Regions from separate parts of the Mus musculus genome. Here regions 2, 3, 4, 5 and 6 are each linked to region 1. The links are chromatin contacts, called in public HiChIP or PLAC-seq, capture Hi-C and promoter capture Hi-C maps. All regions are on one chromosome and are shown on one strand. Each heading gives the region's core, a stretch centred on a gene start, on an enhancer-like site or on the middle of the called end of the contact. The rest is flanking DNA. Distances are from core to core; before and after follow the strand shown. Region 1 holds the start of Hectd4 (HECT domain E3 ubiquitin protein ligase 4). Region 2 overlaps Brap (BRCA1 associated protein). Region 3 holds the start of Acad12 (acyl-Coenzyme A dehydrogenase family, member 12). Region 4 holds the start of Aldh2 (aldehyde dehydrogenase 2, mitochondrial). Region 5 holds the start of Adam1a (a disintegrin and metallopeptidase domain 1a). Region 6 holds the start of Adam1b (a disintegrin and metallopeptidase domain 1b).

Evidence for each region. Promoter capture Hi-C pulls out the DNA fragments that hold promoters and counts their contacts. HiChIP or PLAC-seq counts read pairs in DNA pulled down with a chosen protein or histone mark. Capture Hi-C pulls out chosen DNA fragments and counts their contacts.
Region 2: a promoter capture Hi-C map of embryonic stem cells shows a contact between it and region 1, with 2.5 times the contacts expected there. The contact joins the enhancer-like site here to the promoter of Hectd4 in region 1. A contact is called at or near these places in 3 of 39 promoter capture datasets (embryonic stem cells, liver and stem cell-derived epiblast-like cells) and 1 of 9 other capture datasets (liver).
Region 3: a capture Hi-C map of embryonic stem cells shows a contact between it and region 1, with 2.8 times the contacts expected there. The contact joins the promoter of Acad12 here to the promoter of Hectd4 in region 1. A contact is called at or near these places in 1 of 39 promoter capture datasets (embryonic stem cells), 1 of 484 Hi-C or Micro-C datasets (embryonic stem cells) and 2 of 9 other capture datasets (embryonic stem cells and liver).
Region 4: an H3K4me3 HiChIP or PLAC-seq map of embryonic stem cells shows a contact between it and region 1, with 12 read pairs. The contact joins the promoter of Aldh2 here to the promoter of Hectd4 in region 1. A contact is called at or near these places in 1 of 39 promoter capture datasets (liver), 1 of 15 datasets of contacts at CTCF or cohesin (embryonic stem cells), 4 of 484 Hi-C or Micro-C datasets (the N1E-115 cell line, embryonic stem cells and extraembryonic endoderm stem cells), 4 of 115 datasets of contacts at active chromatin or transcription factors (all in embryonic stem cells) and 2 of 9 other capture datasets (adipose tissue and embryonic stem cells).
Region 5: a contact with region 1 is called in a promoter capture Hi-C map of stem cell-derived epiblast-like cells, with 2.2 times the contacts expected there. The contact joins the promoter of Adam1a here to the promoter of Hectd4 in region 1. A contact is called at or near these places in 6 of 39 promoter capture datasets (the 3T3-L1 cell line, cranial neural crest, embryonic stem cells and 2 more), 1 of 484 Hi-C or Micro-C datasets (embryonic stem cells), 2 of 115 datasets of contacts at active chromatin or transcription factors (embryonic stem cells and stem cell-derived neural progenitor cells) and 4 of 9 other capture datasets (adipose tissue, embryonic stem cells, liver and 1 more).
Region 6: a contact with region 1 is called in a promoter capture Hi-C map of adipose tissue. The contact joins the promoter of Adam1b here to the promoter of Hectd4 in region 1. A contact is called at or near these places in 8 of 39 promoter capture datasets (the 3T3-L1 cell line, cranial neural crest, embryonic stem cells and 3 more), 3 of 115 datasets of contacts at active chromatin or transcription factors (embryonic limb bud and embryonic stem cells) and 2 of 9 other capture datasets (adipose tissue and embryonic stem cells).

What each region holds. Positions count from the first base shown.
Region 1 is chr5:121,217,777-121,222,531 of GRCm38.p6, forward strand. It overlaps Hectd4 (HECT domain E3 ubiquitin protein ligase 4), which reads left to right and starts at 2,443. Exons shown (of 76, transcript NM_181421.4): 1 at 2,443-2,881. The coding sequence starts at 2,696.
Region 2 is chr5:121,668,467-121,673,221 of GRCm38.p6, forward strand. Brap (BRCA1 associated protein) reads left to right here. Exons shown (of 12, transcript NM_028227.3): 5 at 3,619-3,732. Among named protein-coding and RNA genes, the nearest start is that of Brap, 10 kb to the left of the region's middle. Within about 2 kb of position 2,130, at least 13 of the 459 cell types and tissues checked have an H3K27ac peak or open chromatin away from gene starts, as enhancers often do. A contact at or near this core is called in embryonic stem cells, where this site is marked.
Region 3 is chr5:121,616,688-121,621,442 of GRCm38.p6, forward strand. Acad12 (acyl-Coenzyme A dehydrogenase family, member 12) reads right to left here and starts at 2,251. Exons shown (of 11, transcript NM_178799.3): 1 at 2,084-2,251. Acad10 (acyl-Coenzyme A dehydrogenase family, member 10) reads right to left here. Exons shown (of 21, transcript NM_028037.4): 21 at 4,342-4,692. The coding sequence ends at 4,522.
Region 4 is chr5:121,591,363-121,596,117 of GRCm38.p6, forward strand. It overlaps Aldh2 (aldehyde dehydrogenase 2, mitochondrial), which reads right to left and starts at 2,462. Exons shown (of 13, transcript NM_009656.4): 1 at 2,000-2,462. The coding sequence starts at 2,119.
Region 5 is chr5:121,519,822-121,524,576 of GRCm38.p6, forward strand. Adam1a (a disintegrin and metallopeptidase domain 1a) reads right to left here and starts at 1,874. Exons shown (of 1, transcript NM_172126.2): 1 at 1-1,874. The coding sequence starts at 1,407.
Region 6 is chr5:121,500,971-121,505,725 of GRCm38.p6, forward strand. It overlaps Adam1b (a disintegrin and metallopeptidase domain 1b), which reads right to left and starts at 2,465. Exons shown (of 1, transcript NM_172125.3): 1 at 1-2,465. The coding sequence starts at 2,010. It also overlaps a transcript of Tmem116 not described here.

The sequences.
Region 1 (4,755 bases), core at 1,193-3,692:
GATTAAAGGTGTGTGCCACCACCGCCCGACTTGAGCAGAGAATTATTTTATTTTATTATTTTATTTTTTTTTTTTTGGTTTTTCGAGACAGGGTTTCTCTGTGTAGCCTTGGCTGTCCTGGAACTCACTTTGTAGACCAGGCTGGCCTCGAACTCAGAAATCTGCCTGCCTCTGCCTCCCGAGTGCTGGGATTAAAGGCGTGCGCCACCACGCCCGGCTGAGAATTTTTTAAAAAAAGATTTATTAATTATTATATGTAAGTACACTGTAGCTGTCTTCAGACACACCAGAAGAGGGCATCAGATCTCATTATAGATGGTTGTGAGCCACCATGTGGTTGCTGGGATTTGAACTTAGGACCTTCAGAAGAGCAGTCAGTGCTCTTAACTGCTGAGCCATCTCTTCAGCCCTCGATCAGAGATTTTTTTTTTATCTTGCTCCAAACTACAGGAATAAAATCCATTTTAAAAATTCCCACCAAATAGACTTATTTCCAGAGGGGGTTCTATAAATATTAATTCTTCAGCTGCCTCATCAAGGTATGCTGCAAATTAATTACCATTGTTCAATTATTAAATAATCATTCATTATTCAGTCTAAAGACATTAAGGCCTGGGCGTGGACTGTTTTCACTGATTGGGGAGGGGGACGAGAGTTTATGGACCTCTTGATTTCTGATCTTAAACTATGAACACAAAATCTTTGAGCCACCAAAGCTGGGCGTTGAGAGTTTGACACCTGAACAGTTTGCTTGTTTAGCGGGTGTGAGTAAAAGGAATGAAGGGGTTCCCCTACAGCCCAAATAAGGGGGCCAGGGGTATAGAGGAATCACTCAGGCCTGGGTTCAAATCTAAGATTTGGTGTTTCCTGGCTTTGTGACACTGAGGAGACAATGAGACTTGAACCTCGCCTTGCCAGCTAATGCTGGGGCTGTGTCTAAGCTGTGACAAAGCTCCTGAGAGGATGGACTTACAGATTAGAGAGGGTTCAGCCTGCTTGGCTGGCTCTATTGCTTTTAGCCCTCTGCTGGGTCAGGACACCATGGTGATAGGAGGGTGTGGAGGAGGAAAACACTCACCTTGTGCTGGCTAGCCCAGATTGGGGTTGGAGAACGGACTGGGGAGTAGACAGGAGCCTTCTGCTTCCATATCTCCCACTAGGACCCAACCATGTTAGCCATTACCTCTCAGTAGCCAAATAAGTTTGGAATGAATCACTCAGTCCATCCCTAGATGAGGTCAGAGCACTGCTGACCCCAACACCACCTCAAGCTCCACCTCCAGACACAGCGAGTTCCAGGACAGCCAGAACTACACAGAGAAACCCTGTCTTGAAAAAACAAAACAATTGGTATAGCATTGGAAATGTAAATGAGCTAAATACCTAATAAAAAATGGAAAAAAAAAAGAAAAAACAAAACAAAACAAAACAAAACAAAAAAAACAGGAGCCAGGAGGAAAGCATTGCTTTTGTTTACTTTTAATTTTTAATTTTTAATTTTTTTTATGTGTTTGACTGTTTCCTTTATGTATGTCTGTGTGCCACATCTGTGTAATGATGGAGACGGAGACCTGAAGAGGATGTGAGGTCCCTTGGGACTGAAACTCAGGTCCCTTGGGACTGAAGTTATAAAAGGTGTGAGCTGCCCTCTGAGTGCTGGGAATTGAACCCCAGCCCTCTGGAAGAGCAACCAGTGTCAACCTGTCAATCATTTCTCCAGCCTAACAGCAATTGTTGATAGATACTTTATTTTCATCAGATGTCAGTTGCTTCTTTGTACTCTTTTTTTCCCCAGTAAATATTAACCATCTGCTGTGAGTTTTACCAAGTTCTCATGACCAAGCCTATTATATACCAGCCTTTAGTATTTTATAAATTTTATGTATTTTTTCAGATACGGAGCCTACATAGGCCTGGGTGGCCTGGAGCATCTTATGTAGCCCAGGTTGGCCTGAAACTTGATATGTAGACCAGGCTACCTGCAACTTGCAATGGTACTCCCACTTCTGTCTTCCAAGTACTGGAACAACTGGCAACCCCCACCAGGTTTGTTTACTTATAGTGCTGTAAATGGAACATAGGACCTCAGGCATTCTAGGCTAACCCTCTAAGACTGAACTATTCAAGATCTTAGAGAAGACATCTGAACCTATCTCATTTAAAAGATAACAGTGTTGACCCTCCATAATCCTTCCAGAATGAGCTCTGGCCTGAGCAACCGGTGCACACCGGAGTAAGGAGGAAAGGGGACCAGGGTGGTCTTCTCCCGGAGCCTTAGACTTCCTCAGATAGCATGGGAAGCAGGGGTGCCCAAGAGGCCATGCCTCTGAGCGCCTTGCAGCTGGGTTATAAAGCCTCGCCGGGCTGTGGGCGGGGCTAGACGGACAGGAGGGAGGAGCCTGTATTGTCCACCCCGCGGGGCATGCCGGGAACCCCGCCCCCAAGATGGCGTCTTACTGACAGTTGGCTGCGGAGCGGCAGAGGCGGATCCTGCTCGTCAGGGCGGCGGCGGCGGCGGCGGCGGCGGGGCCGGGGGTCTCCCGGGCCGGGGTTGGCGTGCGGAGGGGGATGGCGGCGCGGAACGCCTAGGGCGGAGCCGCGCGGGCGAGGCGGGCGCAGCAGGCGCGGCGGGCGCGGCGGTCGGCCATGGGTTGCTGAGGCGGCGGCGGCGGCTCTGCAGCGCCTTCTCTTAGCCATGGGCTCGTCGGCCGCGGCGGCGGCAGCTGCAGCGGCGGCGGCGGCGGCGGCGGACTCGGCGCAGTGGCTCTCGGTGAAGGAGGAGACCATCTTTCTGCACGACGGACTCATCCGGGTCACCGACCTGGCCGAGCTGCCCAGCGAGATCCTCGGCGCCCCGGAGGCCGCCGACACCGACCTGGAGGTGAGTGAGGTTCCCCGGGAGGCCGCCGCAGGTGTGTGGGATCCCGGAGAGCATCTTCGGGCCGCGCGGCCCGGAGACCCGGAGCTACGGCAGCCGCCGCCCGGCTGCTCCCCTTCCCCCCACCACGCAACCGGGAGCCTCTTGGAGGGCGCGCCCAGGTGCCTGTGCTCCGGAGACCTTTTGTATTTTGAACGCTCGCACGGACTCTGCTTCTTTTATCACAGTCCCAGCTCGGTGTTGATTTTGTATGCGTGTGTGTGTGTGTGTGTGTGTGTGTGTGTGTGCACGCGCGCGCGCCTGCCTGTGTGTTGGAGGGAGCCCGGAGTGACAGCTGCCAGGGCTTCCTTCCTCCACCATAAGCAATTCTGCAACCTGTCTGTGCAGTGCCTCGGATTGACTTGACACCCGCGCCTTTGTCAGGCCAGCCGGGGGTGGGGTGGGGTGGGGTGGGGTGGGGTGGGGGTTTGGACAGCGAGAAAGGGGATGCTACACCGCGGCCTGGGAAGGTTCAAGGGCGGGCGTGAGCGAGTATATGTGTGTGTGTGTGTGTGTGTGTGTGTACGCGTGCGCGCGCCTCGGGGGTCTCTCTCTCTCTTTCCCCCTCCCCCCCCCCCCAGTCTAGGAGCGGTGGCAGGTGCAGCAGCCAGTCTCAGCAGTTGTGGTGTCGTCCCCCCCCCCCACCACCCCGCAAAACCCATCCACCCCAAGGAAACCAAATGTGAATATGGTGGATGGGAACTTTCCACCGACTGCGCTCAGTTTTCGCATTTGCCTAGAAGTGGGAATGTTGGACTGTGGTGTTTTCATCCAGGCCAGGTGGCTGTTGACCCCCGCTTCCCCGTGGAGTGTGGTGAAATTCGTATTGTCGCAGGGAGGGGGGGTCCCTGGGGTACACCGCAGACGGGAGGGCCTCCTACACTGGGAATCTTTTGTTTTGCGGTTTTCCATATACTCTGGTATTCAGTACCACCGGCATTTATAGGCATGGGGTAAAATCCCATTGCTGTGCGTTTCTGGAAGCAGCATGGATCTGATCGCGTTCAGCGAGACTTTGGGACATGCTCGAGATGCGAATGCGGTCCGCTGTTGTTTGTGTCTGGCTTTGAGGTTGCTTCAGAATTTCCGACTGTGAACTCTTAATTGGCATATTTTACAGTCTAGCCACGATAATATGGGAGTCGATAGAGAATCCCTAACGTGGAATCATAATACATTTATGTTTTATTTGAGCCTATTCTATAAAAAGCAAGGTGTGTCTGAGTTAACCACCTGAAAACTGCAGGGCTCTGATGGTATGATGGTAGACTCTTTATTTAATGGGCGCTGCTGTGGAAAGTGGAAAGTGGATGGTGCTCTTTGTTCCTTAGAGACTAACCTAAATTTCTTGAACCCAGACCGTTTGATGTATTCGGATTAGAAGAGGGTATTTTTAAAAACCAAGTTATTCAGTTAACATTACTAAAATGTTTACTGTCTCTGTCCTGAGTGACACATACAGCTAAGGAAAGACTATGGCCGAGTAGATTAAGTCTTCTCAAAAAGGAACGGTCGTGAGTGATACACACTGGGACCAGCAGGAATAGAGCTGTTTTGTTTTTAGTCTTTTCCAGTTACAGACTACAGTATCTAGAGAAGTAAGTAGTCTGCTAGTCACACACTTACCTAGTTAATAATAATTCTTAACTGTATCCATTCTGTCAGATGCTATCTTGTTAAAGTCTCAAAGAACTCTAGAAGGTAAATCTTGTTACTTGTTGCAACAGTTGTATCCATTGTGCAGATGTAGCAAGAGCCGAGCAGAGCAAATGTGCAGTTTGCTCAAGATCTTTAATTTTTTGAGACAGGGTCTCACTGAATAACCCTGGCCCGGATGC
Region 2 (4,755 bases), core at 880-3,379, 450 kb after region 1:
AAAGTCTTTTGAGTGTCGTGTAATTGCTGTTGGCCCTAACTGCCTGCGTTTACTTTCTTGTGTGTTGGCAGCAGTCCCTTCCACCCCAATCCCATCCAACACCGCCCCTCCCCCCAATACTATGTAGTAGAGAAAGGTTAGAGGGGAAAGCGGGTGTAGACCTAAGGAGCCTACTTCCTGCTGACTAGAGTTCCCTGGGGCAAGTCCAGTCTTTGTGGTCAGAATATCTCCAGCCAGCAATCCAGCAGTAACAAGCCCAGCAGCAGCAGGGAGCGGCAGCCACCTTAGGCCCTCCTGAGTCTTTCCCATTTACACCCTCTCCAGAGTCCCAAATGTAAACTGTCTTCAGCTGGCAAAAATCAAGCCCCTCCTAGAACAGAAAATATTCGGAGTTAACGGCTGTGACGACTGTGGGCAGTCTGAAGCAGCCCCATATCCCACACCTGGGATTACAAAATCATTCAGAGAACATAACTAGGTTTTTTTGAAAAACCAAAATTCTCACTACAAAACCAGGGCTGTCAGGCTTGGTGGCAAGTGCCTTTAATTTTTGCATCATCTTGCTGGCCCCTGCCCTCTCAGCTTTCTTTGGAGGTTCGGGAAAAGTCATAGATTGATAATATGACCTTGAGGAAATCCAGTCTTTGAGGAAGGAATTTGTAAGTCATCATCAGAACATGAAGACCAAAATGGCTGGGTCACGGTAGGGACCTCCCTCGTGTGCTTATGCAGGACTGACTGGGATTCTGGTCCTCTTAAACATAAAAGCATGGAGAGCCCAGCTGGCCAGTGCTGGCACACACCTTTCATCCCAGCACTCAGGAGGCAGAGGCAGGCGGATTTCTGAGTTCGAGGACAGCCAGGGCTACACAGAGAAACCCAGTCTTGAAACAAAGAAACAAACAGTAAAAACACACTCAGCTCTGTAGCTGTCTGGCAGAGGAAGCTCTGATAATGATCCTCTCAGAGTTGAACAACAAATTAAACAAAACCTGAAGTTGGCATTCTTTAAATTTCTGGTTGTTTATAATTCTAGCATTTAGTCTCTTAAGGACAAGGTCTCCTGAGGTCATTAAAACTGCCCTAAAGCAGTGTTTACTTTTCTGTGTATGAGTGTTTTGCCTGCAGGTATGTCATATACTGTAATGTGTGGGTGTTCTTGGAGCTCAGAAGAGTGCATCTGACCCCGACCACTGAAGTCAAGGATGGTTGTGAGCACCATGCAGGTGCTGGGAATCAAACCTGGGTCCTCTGAAAGAGCAAGTGCTCTTTACACTGAACCATGTCTCCAGCCCCTGCCCCTCAGACTCCACCTAACCCTTCCCTTCCCTTCCCCTCCCCTCCCCTTCCCTCCCTCCCCCTCCCTTCTTCTTCCCCTCCCTCCTCCTCCCCTCACCTTCTTTCCCTTCTCCTCTCCTCTCCTCTCCTCTCCTCTCCTCTCCTCTCTTCTCTTCTCCTCTTTTCTTTTCTTTTCTTTTCTTTTCTTTTCTTTTCTTTTCTTTTCTTTCTTCTTCCAGACAGTTTCTCTGTGTGTCCCTGGCTATTTTAGAATTCGCTCTGTAGACCAGGCTGACCTAAAATCAGCCTCAAAAGTATATGTCTTTGATACAGATGAACAGTTCCCTCACAAATATAATGTGCACAGTGTAGGTTAGGTTTAGTCTCCTACCTGTCCTTTCTGTGATGAGTCCTGTTATTTGGTGAGCGCTTAACACATCTCATGATCCAAGGAGGCCTCTGTTTGTTCAGCAGCCTTAGCCAGTGCCTTGTGCTGTAGAAGTTGAGCCCAGCCTGGCTCCTTCCTCAGTAAGCACCTCAGCCTGTGAGATCTTCCTCCTCATCCAGGAATGTCTCTGGGGACACTGGAGGGTGGGGAGGCCTCTTCGTTGTCCCACAGCCAGCTCTACATATGTGAACTTAAAATTCACTGCCCCTTCAGTCAAACTACATCAGGATTGACCGCCCTTCTCGGGGCTGAGTTTAACCAATAGGCTTATGTGAAGAAAGCATAAATAAGCAAAAATCCAAAGTGCAGGTCTGGAGAGATGGCTCAGCAATCAAGAGTGCTGGCTGCTCTTGGAGGGGATCTTAGTTCAGTCTCTGACCAACCAGTTGGCAGTCATAACTGTAACCACACTTGATGGGGATCAGACGCCCTCTTCTGGCCTCCTCAGGCACTGCATGCATGTGGTACACACACATACAGGCAAAACACCCTCACACATAAAATAAAAATTAATGTAAATCTGTGAGCTTACATTACTGGAATGGAAGAAGAAACTGTTGTACTGTGGCTTTGAGATTGAGGGCCTGAGAAGGAGAGGCAGGAAGGATGCTTTGGTGGAACAGCCTTGATGGAAGAGAAAACAGTTTTGTTTTTGAGGAAGCTGTCCCCATCCCCTAAGCAGCTCGTCAGCATGAGTAGTGCTGGAGCAGGCGGCCTTCCTGTGTTTGGTCTGACGCCCCTGCCGGGACAAACTGAGTTTAGCACTGGAGTCGTCTTGTTGCTTTACACTAAGCCTGATCTGGTGTTGTTTTGCGTTACCTTCTCCACGTCTATTACAATTTATGCCACCATGAAAGAGCAGCTCAGTGTTGAAGGCTGGTTAGTCTGGGTTGTGAACTGCCACATGCGGAACTGAGCCCTGGATCTTTGTGAGAGCAGGCAGTGCTCTCTCACAGCCCCAGGCTAGGACACCTTGATCTGCACGAGGCATCCTGACAGGTGATTGGTGTGGAGTGCTTCCTCAGTCAACTGAAGATGAGCTGGCTTTTCATCCGTACTGCTCCTTATTCTTTAACAAGATGATAAGTTTGGGTTTTGTTGGTTTTTTTTTTGTTTTTTTTTTTTTTGTTTTTTTTTTGAGACAGGATTTCTCTGTGTTATCCTGGATGTCTTGGAACTCACTCTGTAGACCAGAATGATCTTGAACTCAGAGATCTGCCTGCCTCTGCCTCCCAAGTGCTGGGATTAAAGGCCTGTAGAAGGGTGCCCAACTTTTTTTCCTTTCTTTTTTTTTTTTTTCCTCAAATGAATGATGGTTCTTTAAGGGCATCATGTATGTATGTGTGTATGTATGTATGCTTGTATGTATTTATTTATTAGATGTATGTGAGTACACTGTAGTTGTCTTCAGGCACACTAGAAGAGGGCATCAGACCCCATTTCAGATGGTTCTGAGCCACCATGTGGTTGCTGGGAATTGAACTCAGGACCTCTGGAAGAGCAGTCAATGCTCTTAACCATCTCTTCACCCCTAGTCTTCGTCCCCTACTCCATTTTTTCCAATTTTTGTGTGACAGTTACAATTTAGTTCCAGAATTTTAAGAAGTATGTGTCTTCTTCCAAGTGCCTCAAAAATAATGACTACTGGGGAAAGAACTGTCCAGAAACTTGTAGACAGATGGCAGGTTGAATGTTCTCTGCTCAGCACATGGCACTACCTTCTGCCTTGTAAGGCAAACCTCTCAACAGCCTGGACACCGAGCTGCAGAGCTCTGTTGACTTGATGGCTCCAGAGCTTGCTGCTTCTATTGCAAATGTGTGGGGATGTGGGAATGGAGAGTGCATCTTCCATGACCAGCCTTTATTTTCCCCTCTCCCTATGGTATGCACAGGCTGATGCAGACAGTTTCTACATGGCGTGCAATGGCCGCCAGTTCAACTCAATCGAAGATGACGTCTGCCAGCTGGTCTATGTGGAAAGGGCTGAAGTGCTGAAATCTGAAGATGTAAGTGTGAAGTCTTCTTACATCTGATGAAATGTTGATCCGTACAGAATTGAATGTTAAGATGCTTGCCAAACATCAGGAATAGGCCTTCCTGTAAAGACTGAGAGTAGAAACAAGATGGGCTCTGGGGTCTGGGAGAAAAGGGGAGTGGGAGGGGCCAGCAAACAGATGTAGAGGTTCTTCTGGGCTAATGGATTGTTGACGGATGGTGGTGCGGGATGTAGGATGAATGGAGTAGTTAGCGTGGACATACTAAAATCCACCCAGTTTAAAATGGAGAGTCTTAGCACTGAATAGGGAGGGGCATGAATTCACAGGTGGTTTGGCAAGGTCAAAGCTAACACTGCAAGGTCCTTCTTAAAAAACAAACATACGAAAAAATGTTATATCTCAGTTTTTAAAGATTTATTTATTATTTATTTTATGTATATGAGTACATTGTAGCTATCTTCAGACACACCAGAAGAAGGTGTCAGATCTCATTACAGATGGTTGTGAGCCATCATGTGGTTGCTGGAAATTGAATCAGGTCCTCTGAAAGAGCAGTCAATGCTCTTAACCACTCAGACATCTTTCCTGCCCATTATATCTCTCATCTTTAAGATGTAGAAAACAGGTTTGGTAGCACATGCATGTGACCCTAGCACTCAGGAAGCAGAGGTAAGAGACTATTGAGTTGGAGGCCAACCTAGGCTATATAATAAGGTCCTGTCCCCAAATCAAAGAAAAGATTTCTGCCCTGTTAAAACTATCCCAGAACGATGGAGTACAGTTTGGAGCAGAAAGAAGCATATTTGTTCAAACTATTAACCCCAATCTCCATCCTAGCTTTTTGTTTTAGGGTTTCTCTGTGTAGCCCTGGCTGTCCTGAATCTTGCTGTGTAGACCATGCTAACCTTGAACTCACAGAAATTCATCTGCCTCTGCCTCCCTGGTACTAGTATTAAAGGCCTGTGCTACCATGCTTAGTTTTTTGTTTTGTTTGTTTAAGGCAGGCTGTCCTAGAACTCACTATGTAGAGTA
Region 3 (4,755 bases), core at 1,001-3,500, 400 kb after region 1:
GAGGCAGAAGCAGGGCAGCCTTGAATGTCCAAGCTAGCCCAGGCTAGCCAGCAAGGAAAGGGAGAGAGGGTGCAGGGAGGGAAGAGCTAGGGACATGTTTGAGTGGCTGTGATCCAGGATGACTCCTTGTCCACTTCTGGTTAGCAATGCTAGTTTCCTGGGACTGGCATCTTCTATACCACAGAGCATCTTTGTTTTCTCCTTGTCAATCAGAATGAGGTTAGACTAATGTAGGCTTCCTGCCTCGATCATATTTCATAAATGACCACATGGTGTATAGTTTTATATTACAGACATGGTGTTGTAAAGACATAAGGGATCTTGTGTTTGACTGGTTTCCAAATCTGATTCTGCTATCCACTGACAGTGAGGTCCTAGATATGTTAGCCTCTCTGAGCCTCAGCTTCTTCCTCTGTAAAACGGGGACAATTACAGTACCTATTGCAAAGGTGGGGGCAGGTTACCATTGCCTAAGATACAGAATGTAGAGCTATCAAGTTAGTGTGTGTCACACTACTTAGGGTTATCTAACACTTGACTTGGGGGTGTGCCTCAGCAGAATGGCTTGTGCTTAGCATGTTGGAGACTCTAGGTCAACCTCAGCACCATAAACTAGTGTCTGACACAGTCAGATGATCTACACTCTGTGGATGCATGGTGCATTTTCATATATTCCCATTATTCTCCATGAGGGAGGTGTGATTTGGCTAGATCCATGCAAATTTTTTGGTGGTCATCATGAGTTGAGAGTACTACTGTGGTCTATGGTTCATGGGCACACATACACGCACCCAGAAGTGGTATCAGGACGTGAAATGTGAACAGAAGTTGGGAAACCCTAGCATTAAAAGGGTATGAGACATATTACATAGGAAATAGTGTGAACACCTCTATATATTGTATGTTCCTGTTAAAGGTACAATTTGTATACATGGCCTCTCCTGGACCTCTTACATTATAGCATGTACACAATATTATCTGCCCTGTCGTGTCATGTTTTTTTCTCCAAATACGCACTAATCTTACCTGGCTTTTCTCTCTCTCTTTCTTTCTCTCTCTCTCTCTCTCTCTCTCTCTCTCTCTCTCGTGTGTGTGTGTGTGTGTACTGGACATTATGTCGATTATGTCATGTGTGTTTGTGTGTTTATACTAGACACTGAACTCAGAGCTATAACCCAAGCATTCTACCACTGAAGTGCATTCCTCAGTGTGTGTGCTCACTATAGCACCTGCACAGAGGACAATCTTGAGTTAGTTCTATCCTGCTATCTTGTGAAGCACAAAGCCTTCAGCAGAAGTCTGTAACCCTGGCACTGGCGAGGTGGAAAAGGCAGGAGGGTCAGAAGTTCAAGGACATCCGATTCCAATACATAGAGAACACAGCTTATTTTTTCTCCAATATATAGGGTTCTCAGTATCTTGGGCTATACCAGACGTTGTCTCAAAACAATTAAACAATGGCCAGAAGGTGGTGGGGCAGGACTGTATAGAACTCCGGAAGCAGAGGCAGGCAGATCTATGAGTTCGAGGACAGCCTGGTCTACAGAGTGAGTTCCAGGACAGTTAGGCGTACTTGGAGAAACTCTGACTGGGAGAAGAAACCAATAAAAACAAACAAAATAAAACCAAACAGAATCAACAACAAAACCAATTTTAACCATGACCTCTAGGCTTTCCAGTGTATCCCTGTCTCTATACATCGTTTCATTTCTCAACCGTGCAGTTATGCATTAAGAGCTCAGGATCGCACGAGTGCCAAAGCTTGTCCTGTCTGGGGCTGTTTTCTTTTCTTTTTTCTTGTTCTTTTTTTTTTTTTTTTTAAGTTTTTTCGAGACAGGGTTTCTCTGTATAGCCCTGGCTGTCCTGGAACTCACTCTGTAGACCAGCTGGCCTCGAACTCAGAAATTCGCCTGCCTCTGCCTCTGCCTCCCAAGTGCTGGGATTAAAGGCGTGCGCCACCACACCCGGCTCTGGGGCTGTTTTCTGTGTCCGCAAAATCATCATCCCACGCAGCCCCGCAGTGCTCGGCTCTCAGTGGATTATCTGTGAAGCCACTGCGCTCCTAGCCAGCCCATCGTCATACCTGCAGAAAGTTACAACCCTGAGGTCGAAGACCCAGGAACCCTCTGATTCACGGTGAACCCTGCGGGAAAACTAGGGAGGACAAATGGAGGAGTCAGATGCAAAACAAACCAGAAGACTCAGCGCGCACTGCGCACGCTCCTCGGACACTGTCCAGACGGTCAGCCAAGGGGGGGGGGGGGGGGCAGAAGCGACTGACGAAAGCGCATGCGCGACTTGGGCCACGCCTCTTCCCGCCGGCGGGTGCGCGTGCGCGACCCCGCGGGTCAGAGACGGCGGCCGACAGACGGAAGCGGAGGTTGTGACTCGGCCACTTGGGGCTGCCGCTGCTGAGGCGGTGGCGGCGCTGCCACCGGTGGGCTCGTCCGGCCACCGGGGCCCACTCCGAGCAGGTGACTGGCCACACCGATCATTCTGTACTTTGAGCTAAAGATCGGAAGATTGGGAGTTTAAAGGCAGCCAGGGGTACAGCTTGATCTCACGCCAGAAAAGACAGGAGGTCACGTCCAAGTGTGGCGGTCGTCCAAGCCTTTATCCCAACTGGATTTTGGATGGAGCTTCAGTCACTCTGAACACTTGATGTCTTCTTGGATGGTTTGCAGTGTCAGCATGTCCTCACTGTGTGCCACAAGAGTGTGGTTTTACTTATTTCTTCTAGACTCAGGTACATGTCCAGTGTCTGCCACAGCTACTGCACAGGCATCGGTGCCGGGAAGCCGCTGTCCACCTGGGCAGCTGCTCTGCCTACGACAGCAGCCATTTCTAGCTCTACTTTTAGTTTCTTTCTGTCTCCTCCTGTCCTCTTCCCTTTCCTCTCCTTTCTTCTGTCTCTTTCTCCCTCTCTCCTTGCTAAGTACAGTTCTACCCCTAAACTCTCAGTCCCTGTCTGTCTGTTGTTTTAATGGAAGCAAGGTCTCAGGTCAGAGATGTAGTTCTGTTGGTGAATTCTTGCCTAGCATAGAAGCGAGGCTAGCCCCAAAAAGGATACCCTGGGTGGAATTCCTAGCACTGCCTGAACCAGACATGGTGCATCCTAGTTTTAGGGAGTTGGAGGCTTGAGGACCCGAAATTCAAGGTCATCCTTGACTATATAGAAAGCTTGAGGCTAGCCTAGTCTACATGAGACCCGTTTCTAAAGCAAACTAGGGGACCAGGGAGGTGCTCAGCAGGTAGAGCATTTCCTGCACTTGCAGTCACTGGTTTGGTTCCCAGCACCCAGGCTGAACAGCTGGGTGTTACTTCACAACCAGGAATCTGAAGGTCTCTTCTGGCTTCTACAAGTATTGTTTCACATGTTGTATAGAATATACTCAAGCACACACATGTGGACAGATACTATAAATCACGACTCTAAGATGGAAAGCAAGCCCTCACCACATAAATCCAGCTGATCTGGCACTCATGCAAGCAAAGCTAGCCTTGAGCTTCTGGCGTCCTTCACGTCTCCCCTGAGTGCCCCCTACACACATGCCCCTCTGCACCTGCCAGCTTCTTCAGGACTAAGGAGAGGCAGGTAGACTGGTGCTTCCTTCTTGCCTCTGCCTACTCCTGCGTTCTCCTTGCTCTTCATGACCGAGCAAAGATGGAATGGGTGCTTGATACACCTTGAACTTCCTCACTTGGTGGCACTTCAGTCACTTACAACTGTATCCCACTTCCTGACACGTTGACCCATCCAACAAAATGTGTTAATGACCAGTGAATATTAGTTCACCTCAATTGTCGTGGAAAGGGTTACCCCAGTGGGCATGCTGTCACATCTGTAATGCTAACACTTGGGAGGTGGAGGCAGGAGATTCAGGAGATGAAGGTCAACTGCTCTGAGGGGCAGCGTTTCATGTGTGTGTCTGGAGAGAAGAGCAGCTCAGCAGTTAAGTGCACTGGCTGCTCTTGCAGAAGACCCAGGGTAGGTTCGAGGACCCACATTGGGCTATTCACAGGCACTTAGAACCCCAGCTCCAGAGGATCTAACACCTTCTTCTGGCCTTGGTAGGCACACACATACTCATGACTATAAGCCTGTTTAGAAAATCTGGCTCAGGCCGGGCATGGTGGCGCATGCCTTTAATTCCAGCACTCGGGAGGCAGAGGCAGGAGGATTTCTGAGTTTGAGGCCAGCCTGGTCTACAAAGTGAGTTCCAGGGCTGCCTGCCAGGGCTACACAGAGAAACCCAGTCTCGAAAAAACCAAAAAAAAAAAAAAAAAAAAAAAAGAAAAAAAAGAAAAAGAAAAGAAAAAATCTAGCTCAGAACAGGATATAGTTGCAAATGTATTTAATTCCAGCACGTGGAAAGCAGAGGCAGGCAGGTCTCTGAAGAGACCCCAGAGAATATCTTCTTGAAAAGACCCTAGGAGGTTCAGGTCACAGTAACTGTCCCAGACTGAGTTGCTGGATAGGATGTGAGGACCACACATAGCAGACCATGCCAAACTCAGCATCTACACTCTGGGCACTGCTGGTTCCTGCATCCTGGACTGATTCTTCAGTTCCATCTTAGCCACTGTCAGCTGGTGTACTTCATCAGGGCCATCAGCGAAGCGCAGGGCTCGGGCCCAGCCAAAGAACTGAGCCAGGGGGTAGTCACTGCTGAGGCCCGCTGCTCCAAAGGCCTGGAGACACAAGAGTGGAAAAACAAGAAAGTCTGAGTTCTAAAAGTGGCAGGCTGCTCAAAA
Region 4 (4,755 bases), core at 1,212-3,711, 370 kb after region 1:
TAGCAAGCCCAGAGTCTAGGGAAGCCACCTCAAGGCCACACTGGCTGCTCCTTGGGGCAAATGGCCCTAGTGACAGCCATAGAGATTATGCAGGAACACACAGAACCCAGAGCCACTGCTTCCAAGTCCTGCTATCCCTGGCAGCAGGGTTTGCAATGATGCCACACTTTTAACACCCCGAGGTTTCTAGTGTTCCCTCCACGAGCTGCCTGGCTTAGGGCAGAGAGCTTGTGTTCTCCAAAAAAAAGCTTTAAAAGCTGAGAAAGATAAGCAGTGTTCCGGAGACAGAGTGTTTAGGGACCCGAGTGGCAGGTAGCCAGCATGCTGTCTCCCACACAAACTTATAAAAGCAAAGAACAGAGCAAGGCCACTCGCATTAACAGTGCTCTTGTGATGTGTGCAATAGGTCAGTGCCATGAAACTTCGGTAATGAACGTGCACTATCCTTGTGATGTCGAAAAAGGCAGCAATGGGGGAGGGGAGTCACTCTAACACCCCCCACCCCCACCCACGGATCACTCACAACTGAATCAAGCCAGAGCACGCATTGGACCTGATACTTTGTGCCCTGCCTCCTGATGAACCAGAGGAACAAAGCTATTGATCAGGTGCTTCCTCTTGCAGTCAATTCCGGCTCTTTTTGAAGTTCAGCTCCTTCAAGCCTGACTGATTGCTTCAGCATCAGCTGCCAGTTAAAAAACCAGCAGCTACTGAAATTTACAGCTTGTATTATGCAAAAGATGGGTTGTTTGTTTGTTTGTTTGTTTGTTTTCCCTTGGATTGACTCCTTGTAGCACTCCTCATGGGCATTTTCAAACAGGTCCTGCGCATGTGTAAATGGCTGCCAGGTCCTGGAAGTACATACTGCAGAAAGCAAGAGGCTAAGGCTACAACACCGGTGGTCAGCAGTCCATCTGGAGGATGTCCACGTTCAACATGAGATCCGACCACTGCTCCTACCCAGAGTTGCAAGAGACCATGGAATGTTTTGGCTAAGGGCTTACTTTTGGAATCCCAGACAAGAACCCAGACTTCACCTTAACTTGGCTCTTTAGGAACCTGACCAGACCTCAGTCTCTTGAGCTGTGTAGTGGGGATAGTTATAGCATCAAACTCCCAGTTCTAAAGCTTATGGGTTAAAGACTGAATTGTTTAGGACGCTGCCCTGCACAAAGGTTGGGGGAGGGGACTTTTGGGGAACCCGGACTGCAGCTCACACCAAGTGCCAAGTGCACGAGGCCCTGTAGTATCAAGAGACATGGGATCACTGTCGCCCAGCACTGGGAAGCCTGGGGCAGGAGAATTACAAGTTCAAGGCCAGCCTGGACAACTTAGTGAGATCCTGTTTCAAAGAAAAAGTAGAGAGAAAGCTGAAGACCGGAGGTGGTAGCTGCGTGTCTGGCCTGCACAAATCCAAAGTGGGGTGGGAGTGGCTGACGGAAGAACACAGAATTCCGGGCCAGCCTTGGCTACAAAATGAGATCTTCTTTCAAAATAACACATCAAGATATCAGCCCTGACTGCTTTCCCATTTTACAGAAGAGGGCAGCCAAGTCCCACTTGTTGCACAAACAAAAAGAATACTTCACAACCACGTTCTTTCATGTGATTCCAGACTTTACCAAAACTCAAAAAGCTAAGACAACATTCCAAAGTCCCGGTTGGGTAAGAGCGGCCACAGAGGGGTCCTGACCCAGCTTTTGCTTCTGAACTCTGGCTCAGGTCTGCGTGAATCGGGTAGGGGTGTATGGGAGGTCTCGCAGAGAGGAGCTGGGACGGCTGGGCCTTCCTGGGTGAACCCGGACCGCGCGGGGAAGGAGCAGGCTGCATCGATGCGGGGTAAAGAGGCCCAGGACTGTCCCAGGCCGAGAGGCGACACACTGCGGCCACATGGGCAAGGGAAGACGCGCGCAAAGATCGCTGGGCGCGGAGGGGAAACTGAGGCCGCGTCGCCCGCTCCGTCCCGCCCTAGGGCCCGAGGAGGCGAAGTGAGTCTCACCTGGTTGCAGAAGACCTCAGGCTGATGGTTGGGGGCTGGCACCGCGCTGGTGGCGGCGGCGGACAACAGGCGGCTCAGGCGCGGTCCGCGGCGGACAGTGGTGAGTGCGGCGCGCAGCATGCTGAACTGAGCGGAGCTTAACTGACCCGAACTGAACTGAAATGGGCGAGCCGAGCCGAACGGAGCCGAGAGAAGCCTTGCCGATCGGAGGGCGACTGCAGCGTTGAAGAACAAGTCCTCGCCTCCGCCCCCTGCAGCCGCCAATGGGAGGCGGAGACACGGGGGCGTGGTCAGGGAGTCCCAGCCCCTCACGGCCTAAGGGGCGCGACCCCTGGCTCCCAAAGCCAAGTCAGAGATGGAGTTTGCAGAACCCTGAGAAAGCCTAGCCAGAGTGGTGTGCGCTCCTAGCAGGGTGGCTGGCGCCTAAGGCTCACATCTGTGCAGATATGGCGGCGAAGAGAATTCATGAATGCGGTTATTCCATGAACAGCCTGGGACTGGGCACTTGAGGTGCAGGACGTCATTGGCTAGAAAGAGACGTGGACGCCTGGTCACTTGTGTGCCTTTCAACCAGGTGAACGCATCACTAGGCTAAGGAGATGGTGAGAATCTTGGCAGGGGCTTCTGGGTAGTGCAAAGAGAAGTGTTTTGAAACCCAGGAGCCCCAAACTGGGTGGAGCCCTTGGAAGCTGAGGCCCAGCCTGTTTCTGAAGCACCCAGAAGGAGGAGACTGCTGTGTATGAGCATCGCCCTGCTTTGGTGACTCGAAGGATATTGTCACCCGCGCTGTAATAGCCAGTGACCAGACAAGGTGTCTGGGCGCGTTTCCTCGTGTGCCTCTCATTTTAGCACCGGACAGCTGAAGTTGTTCCGGACTCCGCACCGTTAGCACAAAACATGAGGAAAAAAGCATTTAAGGACCTCACAGGCTGGTCACATGACCCACCGTAGGTGCAAAGGAATCTGGGAAACTGAGAACGCTGTTGGGAGAAATTAAAAAGGAGCCACTGAGCAGACTTCCAGATTCCCCCCGGGGGTCTGCACATACAGAAATCCAAAAGATATGCTCGAATTTCATATCTCCCTGGAGACTGTGCAGCTCTGTATTAGTCAATCAGGTCAGAATGAAAGCTTGGCTCAGAGAGACACACAGGACCCCTTTGTTTTCAGAATTAAAAAAGAAAAACAGCAGAAAAATGGGTCTGGGTCTTTAATCTCAGCATTCAGGAAGTATTTATTTTATGTTTATGAGTACACTGTAGCTGTACTGATGGTTGTGAGCGATCATGTGGTTGCTGGGAATTTGAATTCAGGACTTCTGCTTGCTTGCTCAGGTCGGCCCCGCTGGCTTCAGTCTAAAGATTTATTTATTATATATCTAAGAACACTGTAGCTTTCTTCAGACACACAGAGGATGTCAGATCTCATTACTGATGGTTGTGAGCCACCATGTGGTTGCTGAGATTTGAACTCAGGACCTTTTGAAAAGCAGTCAGTGCTCTTAACCTCTGAGCCATTTCTCCAGCCCTAGCATTCAGGAAGTAGAAGCAAGCAAATCTCTAGAAAGCTCGAGGCCAGCCTGGTGGTCTACATATGAGTTCCGGCTAGCCATCAATATATACATACATACATATATATATGTATATATATATATCCCTTCAAAAGTTTCACCTGCAGGGGCCCTCTGGGTGTGTTTGCTTGTTCTGCGTGGCAATTCGCCCTTGTGCAGAAGTAAACCATTTTGCCTTGCCAAATGTGGATCGTGAATCTCCACACCCATTTCCTGCAGGAAGGTGTCCCCATTCACTGTTTGTAAAAGGGCTACTTGCTGTCTCATTGACTACAGGCCCATTACCATTTAAAGAATTTTCTATGGGTGACATTTAGGTGGCTTCCAATCTTGGGGGACTACAAATAATGCCCCGGTTTGTAGAGCCACTAAGTCATGGGACATTTCCTAATTAAATACTGATAGTGCTATATACAGGCTCCTCCTCCATTTATGATTGGGTGTGGCCTTTAACTCTTCTCAGGTTGGAAGTATCACAAATCAAGAATGTGTTGAAAGTCTACTTTCGGGCTGAAGAGATGGCTCAGCTGTTAAGAGCACCGACTGCTTTTCCAGGGGTCCCCAGTTCAATTTTCAGCAACTACATGGTGGCTCAGAACCATCTGATGCCCTCTTCTGGTGTGCCTGAAGACAACGGCAGTGCACTCATATACATAAAATTAAAAAAAAAAAAACCTAAAACAAACAAAAAAAGACTTTTAAGAAAGTCTACTTTCTCGTGGTACCTGCCCTGTAACATCAGCATTCAGGAAGTGGAGTCAGGAGGATCAGGAGTTGAAGGTCAACCTGAGCTACATAAAGAGTTCTAGGCTAGTCTGGGCTACAGGAGACTCTATTTCAAACAAACAAATTACTTCCACACCCCTACCACAGAACACAGCTTATCTATTGTCACTGCCGTGCTGTAAATCCTACTTATCAAAAGTCAGTAAAAAGACTGGGTAGGATGGGACCCCAGTGTCGGACAGTGCCACCGCCCTATGGGAATCCATCCTGTTGCGTGCCAAGAGAAGCACAGGGAAGAAGAAGATAGTGCAGGTTGCTCAAAGTCACGTGTCCTTCCCCACTGGGTACCAGGACAGTTCCTGATGGACACAGGATGGTCGGATCTGAAGAAGCCAGGGGTGATCATCAGATCCTTCCCTTGTATCTTCTGAAGCCATGGTGTTCTCTCTCTCTCTCTCTT
Region 5 (4,755 bases), core at 624-3,123, 300 kb after region 1:
CGTACATGTTGGCGAACAGCACGGGTGACTGTCACAGTCACTGCCGCAGTCACACTCCTCCAAGTCCTCCACCACACCATTCCCACAATTGGCAGCTCTGCGCATGCGGCTCTGGCGCCCAGGCTCATCAAGCAGGCACGCCCCTCTGTGGTCATGGAGGAAACGGAGGAAGTGGTCAGAGCTGCAGTTGCTGAAGCCACTGTCCTTACCGATCTTCTCACCCATGAGGCAGAAGTGCTTGGGACCACAGGTGCAGGTCGGGTGGTCGTGCTGGATACCCAGGTTGTGCCCGAGCTCGTGGGCCATGAGAGCCGCGAACAGGAGGACATCTTCATGATGGAAGGCCTCCACGGCCGCCGCAAACTCACCCGAACAGGCACCACGGAGAAACGCCTGGCCCTCGTTCTCTCCTGGGCGATGCCCGACGATCAAGTGTGCCACATCGTGCCTGACCCGGCCCACGAGTTTCTCCTGTCTCCAGAAGTTGAAATTCCTGAGTGTGGTCTGCAGGTCCACTGGGACCTCTATCGGGTCCCCCTCTGTCCAGATTTCCAGGCCCACCAGCACCACCTCTGTGTTTATCCCCCTAGTGAAGCTGTTGGCCAGAGCAATGATGTCCATTACTGCCTGGACCGTCTCGTTGATGTTACTGCCCCACATCTGGAACCGCTGGTGGTTGACCACCACAAACATCTCCACATACTTGGTGTGTGACCACCAGTCAGTCAGAACCAGTAGGTCATCGGGCTTCCTGCTCCTTGGTGGATGGCTGGTGTCCCCAGGGCTGTCTTTGGGAGTGACACTGCAGGAGACCACAGGCTGATGCTCCATGGTGTAGAGGACATGTTCAAAGTTTTTGGAAGAGAGCATGGGCTCAATGCCATAGGATGTTTCCTCTTTAATCAAGACCCCCCTGAGGCCTGAACAGATGTTGACAGAAACAAAGGAGCCTGGCACCCCTTCCATGTAGCCTTCATAGTGGCAGTCCTGGGAGAGGAGAGGCATTTCTTGCCTCAGGATGCCATTGTGGTAACTGTAGACTGGGAAGTTATTCTCAGGGTAGTGTCCCTTTACCTCGAGGTGAAGCAGCTGCTTTTGGCCTTGCATCAATAGCATGTAGGACACCTTCCCTCCAGGGTCTTTCCCCCCCTTGCCTGGCAGTCTCTCAGGGATGACAGTTTCATAGGAAGAATTATATACAGATCCAATGTCACAGAACGTGCTCGGGAGAAAAATCAGTAGCACCAAAATCCCTACTCTGACAGATGGCACTAGTCTCAGTCCCAAGTTCCAGTGCAGTGCCGCCCAGATGTGAGGTGTTAGCTTAGCTTCTTTTAAGGCTATTCGCCTGATCTGTGGGGAAGACAGACTGGAGGCAAACCCTCTCCCCGCTGCTGCCACTGACATGGCTCCAACAAACTGCTGATGATGGAGGATCTCTGTCCATCAGCGGCAGTGCTCTCTGCTTTTCCCAGACCCAGGCACCCAGACCTGTGCCCGTGCCTTACTGGGGAGCTTCCCAAGAAACTGTGCGGTCTCAGGCTGTGTCTCTCTCCTTTCTTTCTCCTGGCCTTGGTGGATATGTGCAGCACAGGGGCTTCTTTCAAGTGGAGGAGCTTCAGTGTTGCTTAAGTTCCTTTGACATTCATGGAGATGAGCCCTGCATCTACAGTGGCTCAGCCGGTTCTGTGCTTGTCACATCATCTTTCCTCCTCCACAGGTCATGGGCCCCTGACATGTTAACCAGCTCATACTTTCAGACTCAACATTCTGCAGGGTTTCGGGGGAGGGGACAAAGTTCTCTGGGTTCTCTGAACAATTAAGAGTTCTCTGTTGTCCTGCCTCATTCCTCATTCTTACAGTGGTCATGCTGGATGGATAGCTAGTTCTCTTAGACTGCCTGATTCCTTTCACTGGTGTACACACACACGCACACGCACACGCACACACACACAGTATTTAGATGTTCTACTTTCCCGTATCCTTGTGTCTACCAAATAAATTTTGGCTTTAAGACATGATCCTTCTCTATGGAAATTTCTAAAGCATAAGTGTTACATGATCTTATTTTTACCACAGAACTATATTAGAGCCTAAAATCTAAGTTAGTTCTCCCAATGGTCTCACCATAAAAATGAAGACAGACTGGTGACTCTAGTTAAAGCAACAAAGAAAATGGAAGTGGGCTCTGGAAGAACTCTTAAGCCCGCACACTTGCTGACTGCAGTTGGCTTGCACTGCCCACCCAAGTCCGAAGCTTTAGTTTCACCTTAGTGTTCTTCCTGCATTTAGCATTATCCATTAGAAGGAAAACAGAAGTTGTGTGAACACATTCCTTCCCCCATTTCTTCATTTTCATGCATATATACTTTAACTAAATGAAACTGTCTTTTAGGTGGTATAAAAATAATTTTATGTTATAAGTGAAATATTTACAACCTAAATCATACGAGGTATAACACTTGGGATTGGAGATTCAGAAAGGTGGTACATTTCTGTAATCCCAACACCCAGGAGACAGAGACAAGAAGATCACAAGTTCAAGGCCCGCATGGTGTTTGTGTGAGTTCTGAGCCAGCGATCCATCCAAAGCAAGACCTTCTCTCAAAAAGCAAGGCCATCACCACCAAAAAAAAAAAAAAAAAGGAAGGAAGGAAGAAAAAAAATGGAATCAGATATTGGATGGCACCAAGAAAAAATATATATATTCTCTAATAACGGAAAAACATTCTAATATAGATATATAGATATGTACATATATATCTAGATATATATAGCTATATGTATTGTGTGTGTGTATTTGTGTGTGTATGTATGTGTGTGTGTGTGTGTGTGTATGTATATATATATATATATATATATATATACATGTATATATATATATATATATATATATATATATATATATATGAAAACTTGTGGCATCTCCCCTCAGCCAGTGATGCTTGCTTCCTATCAGACAGCATTAGCATTTAGCAGAAAATGCATATTCTCACTTCACAAACTCACTTGACAGTGGGAGGGAAAGTGAGGGTCCTCAGCCATCAGCCACTGAGTAATTCAAAACCTCTTCCAAGTACCTGTTCTGGAAATGACCAACGCTATTTATTCCTCTGCTTCCCTGTGTCAGAACTAACAAACATAACACAGGTTAAGGCATAAGACAAACCAAGAATCAATAATGGAAAAAACAGTCTACTTTTTAAACTTAAAAATATGTAATTAAAATGAAATACTTAATTTTCCAGTTCTCAGATTGAAACTCATTTTCTGTGGTAGGCAGGCAAGAAATTATCCAGGAATAGAAAGGTTTAACTTCCAGCTAGGGGTAGATTTTTGAATTATTAGCAAAAAAAACTGATTCATGTTAAAACATAACTTACTACTGACCTAGAAATACACAAACCAAATTATGCTCTGATTTAGTGTGCCTAACCAGGTGAGTGACGAGAGTCAGGACATCTCCAGGGGGGTTTTTACAGATATCCAACATAGTTCTCATCTGGACAAACAGAGATACAGACTTCATCATGGGGCAAGAAGAATGTAGCTGAAAGCTGCTGAGACATGCCATGCACAGGAAAAGGAAAAGTAGCCAGAAAATGTGTGTCCGTTTCAGCCGTTCTACACTTCACCGCAGTGAAGAGGGAAACACCCTAAGCTTTTACAAGACATCCAAAGTGACACGATTCTAAGATGAACGCTAGAGTTGGTGTGTCAGTGGTTTCTCTAAAGAGAAGACTAACAGCTAACTTGTCCCCAAGGAAACACTGGATTCCAACCCCAGGAAAGGCGCACTGGAGGTCAGCAGGCACAGGAGAGCAAGTGTGGCCTCCCTGATGACCTAGGGGACAGGATTTCACTGAAAACATGCCCTAATCCAATTCTCAGCTACAGTTTTCTGGCTGGAAATTTTGCTTAAGATTGGTTTTCCTCTGCTAAGTGAGTTCCTGCTATCCTGGACAGTAGCCCCACTTCTCATAACAGCACTACTCACCTAAGAGTAACAACCTGCCCGCCCCCTGTAATCCCCAACAACACTGCTGTTCTTATTTTATATCACAAGCATCCTTACTGCATGGTGGCATCCTTCTGACACCTACCTACACTTCAGGAGTTAGGAAGTCACAAAGCCCCAAGGAATCCTTTTGATTGACAAGGATTAAACAAAAGTGAATATCTGACAAAGGGCTTGTCTTACCTGTGTCCATTAGCTCCTCTGGGTGCCAACAAAGGCAACTACAGCTCTAAAAGCCCACCATGAGTAGAGGGACTGGCTGTGCCTGTATACACAACAGTTAACAAAAGGAAACAGCTACTATCTGGGCAATAATTCTATTTCCTGAGAATAAAAAATACTGATGAGCCGGGCGTGGTGGCGCATGCTTTTAATTCCAGCACTCGGGAGGCAGAGGCAGGCAGATTTCTGAGTTCGAGGCCAGCCTGGTCTACAGAGTGAGTTCCAGGAAAGCCGGGCTACACAGAAAAACCCTGTCTTGAAAAACAAAAACAAAACAACAAAAAGATACTGACAAAAATAAACACAGCCTGGAGGATGTCACAGCCTAGGCAGAACCACTGCTCTGGACAGTCATGAGAGAGAGACAACCAAAGAACAGTGAGTGGGTCCTCTGGTGTTGTCTCTCAGAAAATCCTACTGGAAAGCAGTCAAGGGAGCAGGGCGGGGGTGAGCGCCTGCCTCTCCAGGGAAGCTTGTTCTGGAGCAGAGGCCAGATGGGTGCAAGGATGGCAAAG
Region 6 (4,755 bases), core at 1,215-3,714, 280 kb after region 1:
CCCAGTGCCTTCCTCTTTGCAGTCGGGAGGTGCAAAGCCGAAGGAGCAGTGGCAGTTCCCCAGGTCATTGCACACCCCGTGCTTGTTGCATTGTTTGCTTGGACTACAGGGAAATGAGAATGGAGTGAAGTCCTCACAAATGGAATTTTTACAGACTTTATCTTTGCCACAGTAAGTGTTGTCCTTCACGTATTCCTCATGGAGGGAATCTCTCATGTCAAACACAGCTACACTCCAGCACCAGTCCTCGGTCTCAGGGACCTGGAGCAGCAAGTTGTTCGGTTGGATTTGTGGCAGGAAGGCCACCTCTGTACATATAAGTTTCCCACACATTACATTTTTATCTGAACACTTGGTATACTTTTTTGGAAATTGAGAGGAGGAGCCACAGTTTCCAAACTGGTCTCCTCTCGAGTTCAGAGAGGTGTAGCAATAATCGGAGGCAGACCTTGAACCATGCCCAAAAATACGAGAGCACTGAAAGGTAGGGTCCATGCACTGACCATTAAAGCACAAGAAGGATTCGTGGCACTTAGAGCCGTCCTGGGCTTTCCTGTCACTGGGACATGCTGCAGAGGTCCCATTGCAGTATTCTTCCAGGTCACATGGTCCGTCAGCAGGACGGCAAACATCTCCTTCCTTTTTAAAGTTACATTTAAAACAGCAAAGTTCAGTGCTGCACACTGAGTTGCCCTTCAGTTTACAATTTTCATCACAACACTGGCTTTTATCACAGTCACTGCCACAGTCACACTGCTCCAAGTCCTCCACCACACCATTCCCACAATTGGCAGCTCTGCGCATGCGGCTCTGGCGCCCAGGCTCATCAAGCAGGCACACCCCTCTGTGGTCGTGGAGGAAACGGAGGAAGTGGTCAGAGCTGCAGTTGCTGAAGCCACTGTCCTTACCGATCTTCTCACCCATGAGGCAGAAGTGCTTGGGACCACAGGTGCAGGTCGGGTGGTCGTGCTGGATACCCAGGTTGTGCCCGAGCTCGTGGGCCATGAGAGCCGCGAACAGGAGGACATCTTCATGATGGAAGGCCTCCACGGCCGCCGCAAACTCACCCGAACAGGCACCACGGAGAAACGCCTGGCCCTCGTTCTCTCCTGGGCGATGCCCGACGATCAAGTGTGCCACATCGTGCCTGACCCGGCCCACGAGTTTCTCCTGTCTCCAGAAGTTGAAATTCCTGAGTGTGGTCTGCAGGTCCACTGGGACCTCTATCGGGTCCCCCTCTGTCCAGATTTCCAGGCCCACCAGCACCACCTCTGTGTTTATCCCCCTAGTGAAGCTGTTGGCCAGAGCAATGATGTCCATTACTGCCTGGACCGTCTCGTTGATGTTACTGCCCCACATCTGGAACCGCTGGTGGTTGACCACCACAAACATCTCCACATACTTGGTGTGTGACCACCAGTCAGTCAGAACCAGTAGGTCATCGGGCTTCCTGCTCCTTGGTGGATGGCTGGTGTCCCCAGGGCTGTCTTTGGGAGTGACACTGCAGGAGACCACAGGCTGATGCTCCATGGTGTAGAGGACATGTTCAAAGTTTTTGGAAGAGAGCATGGGCTCAATGCCATAGGATGTTTCCTCTTTAATCAAGACCCCCCTGAGGCCTGAACAGATGTTGACAGAAACAAAGGAGCCTGGCACCCCTTCCATGTAGCCTTCATAGTGGCAGTCCTGGGAGAGGAGAGGCATTTCTTGCCTCAGGATGCCATTGTGGTAACTGTAGACTGGGAAGTTATTCTCAGGGTAGTGTCCCTTTACCTCGAGGTGAAGCAGCTGCTTTTGGCCTTGCATCAATAGCATGTAGGACACCTTCCCTCCAGGGTCTTTCCCCCCCTTGCCTGGCAGTCTCTCAGGGATGACAGTTTCATAGGAAGAATTATATACAGATCCAATGTCACAGAACGTGCTCGGGAGAAAAATTATTGCCAAGAGCAACATGGCCACCAGCCTGATACACCAGTGCTCTGGGATTTTCCCCAGCTTTAGTCGCTCCATCTGGGGAGGCCAAGTCTGACGTGTTCCTCCAACCTCTTACAAAGCCGCATGGGGCTCTACTTGAAAGAGAACGTGGACGCTGAATGTCTCGCTGTGGCTGAGTCTGCCATGATCCTTCTGACTCAGCTGATTCAGTGGGGCCTGCGTGTTGAATGTCAATGACAGCAGTAGCTCTCCTGATCTGGAGGCCCGGGTATTATCCCTACATCGATGCTGCGTGTTTTAAGTGTTGGTTCCTCCCCACCTCCGTGAGCTCAGCTTTCTGGCTAGGTCTTGTCCTGGTGACTCTGACCTCTGTGACCTTTCAGACAGTTTCTGTTCTTGGTTGCTTCTTTCAAAGTCAGCTCCTGTACGCCATCTCTAAGTCCTTTTGACAAGATGGAGAGAGGTGCCTCTACTACAGTGTGGGACTGTACCTTGACTGTACCTGACTCAGCAGGAGCCACACACGGAACACCCCTCCCCCACTGCTCTCAACTCTTCCTGTTGTCAGTTGCTCAGCTAACCCCAAATGTTCCAAATCAAGGAGCTTGGAGATCCCCTAGGTGGGCATACTCTGTTATATCTGTTTCCTGACCTCCAAGACCCTTGCTCTGTAGACAGGAGCGTTCTAACCCAGGGCAGGTTTTGAGCTCTGAGAAGTGTGATGGATAATCACAGATTTAGGAGACCAGACTGAGAGGTCAAGCCCCTGAGCTGTATGATGGAGCACAGAGGAGCTAGGGGCGCGGCCTGTGGAGAAGAATAGCATCGCCCTTCACAGCCTCCAGACCCAGTTTCTCAGAGGCCATGGAAGATGCATGGTAGCCTCCTGCTAACATGTCCACAGTAGCTGGCATCTCAAAGGCCTAGCCCCAACACACTGATTCCCTAAGGTTATGTGTGGTTATATGTGTGTCTTTGTTTATGTGCTAGTGTTGCGCCAGGTCGCCTGAAACTCTTAATCTTCCTCATGGTCCTGGCAGCTTATAAGATTACATGTGTTAGCCTTTCTTCTAGCCTCTATGTACCCATGTGTACACGGGTCACATGAGCTGAACTCATTCAGGTGTGCACACAGACACACTAAGTCTTCACACGATATCTTATTTGTGTATCTTATGGGACACAGTACATTAATCTTACATATATAAACATGTATGATAAAGGGGGAGTGCTTTTAGTCTATAAGTGGCACACCACAAAACCTCTCAAAGCAGTGGCTGGCTCCTCCTTCCCACCCCAGCCTACAGCCAAAGTAAAATGCCACTTCAGGAATTGTTAAAAATGGCAGCTCCTGTCAAAATGGCCCCAACAGGACATCTCAGCCAACAGCCAGCACTGGAGCCTTTCCCACCTCAGCAAGAGAGGCCCCTCAGGAGCTATCCATGGCCTACCACACCTCCTCTCAGCCTCTCTGAGCAGCCCCACAGACGTGGAGCAAAAGCCAGCTGAAGCCAGGAAGGACTCCCTAGCCTGACCCTTGGATGCAATGCAGGGAAAAGTGGGTGAAAAAGGCCACCAATCCCTGAGCTCCCAAGCTTAGGATGTGAGTCCTTGCAAGCAAGCCGCAGCCTTTCCTGGATTCATCCATCCCTTCTCCTCCAGGATTCTCCCCTTTAATAAATCTCCTTTATGAGTCTTACTGCATGGAGTGGCTTTCTCATCAGAAGAAACCGAGAAGAAAAGCTAGGAAAAGAAGAAGTGAAGAGAAGAAGGAGCAGGGCTGGGGCTCTCAAACTCCTCAGCTCAGTCAGGGGTACCCTCCCCTTGACCTGCAGCACCTCTGCTAAGGAGCCTTCCATGTCTCAGGATACCCTCCCATCCAAGCAGAGACACTTAACGGCATTTCCAGCTCTTCAAATATTAGTCACTTTTATATGTTGGGGATCTCATAATTTTCTACCAACTTTGAAGCTTGTTAGATTGTTTTTATAGATAGTTTTACCCACTGTGCTGCCAAACATTAGAACTAAACTTAGAAGCAAATCTCTTGTCAGTGACCCTTACTGACCTGTTTTCCACCTCCCTTTCCCTACCCCGTCCCTGGTGAGCATTGTCCACGCTGTTCGTGATCAGCCTTTCAGTTTCCACAGAGGATTAGTGCCCATGGTCTTCTCTTGCTTTCTGACTTCCATCACTTGGTGTGATCTCCAGTGCCCTCCCCATTGTAAGAAAATGAGGTTGGACTCCCAGCTGCAGTCCCCACAGGAGAGCAGGTGTGTGTATGGCACAGCGATTCATCTCTGGAAGTCTAACCGACCGTGGAGCTGCTAAGTCAAAGAGATCCTGTAGTCTCTTGCATTTGGTAAGGATTCTCTCCATGGTGGTTTCTGTAATAATGATGCTGATCACTTCCCATCAACAACTCTTGTAAATTCCCTTCACACCCAAGTTTGCTTTTGGTCCTTCAAGATGTCTCCTGATTTGATTTCTGATGCCTCAGTAACTACTGAGGATGTGCAGTGTTTCATACATTTCTTGGCAAATTGGGTTTTTGTTTTTGTTTTTTTTTTTTCGAGACAGGGTTAGCCCTGTGTAGCCCTGGCTGTCCTGGAACTCACTCTGGAGACCAGGCTGGCCTCGAACTCAGAAATCCACCTGCCTTTGCCTCCCAAGTGCTGGGATTACAGGCGTGCGCCACCACTGCCTGGCTTTTTTTGTTTGTTTGTTTGTTTGGATGGAATGTTTGTCTTTTGAGACAACATCAAAGGATGAAGCACAGGTTAGTCTGGAAATAATTAGGTAGCCCAGGATGTCTTCCAA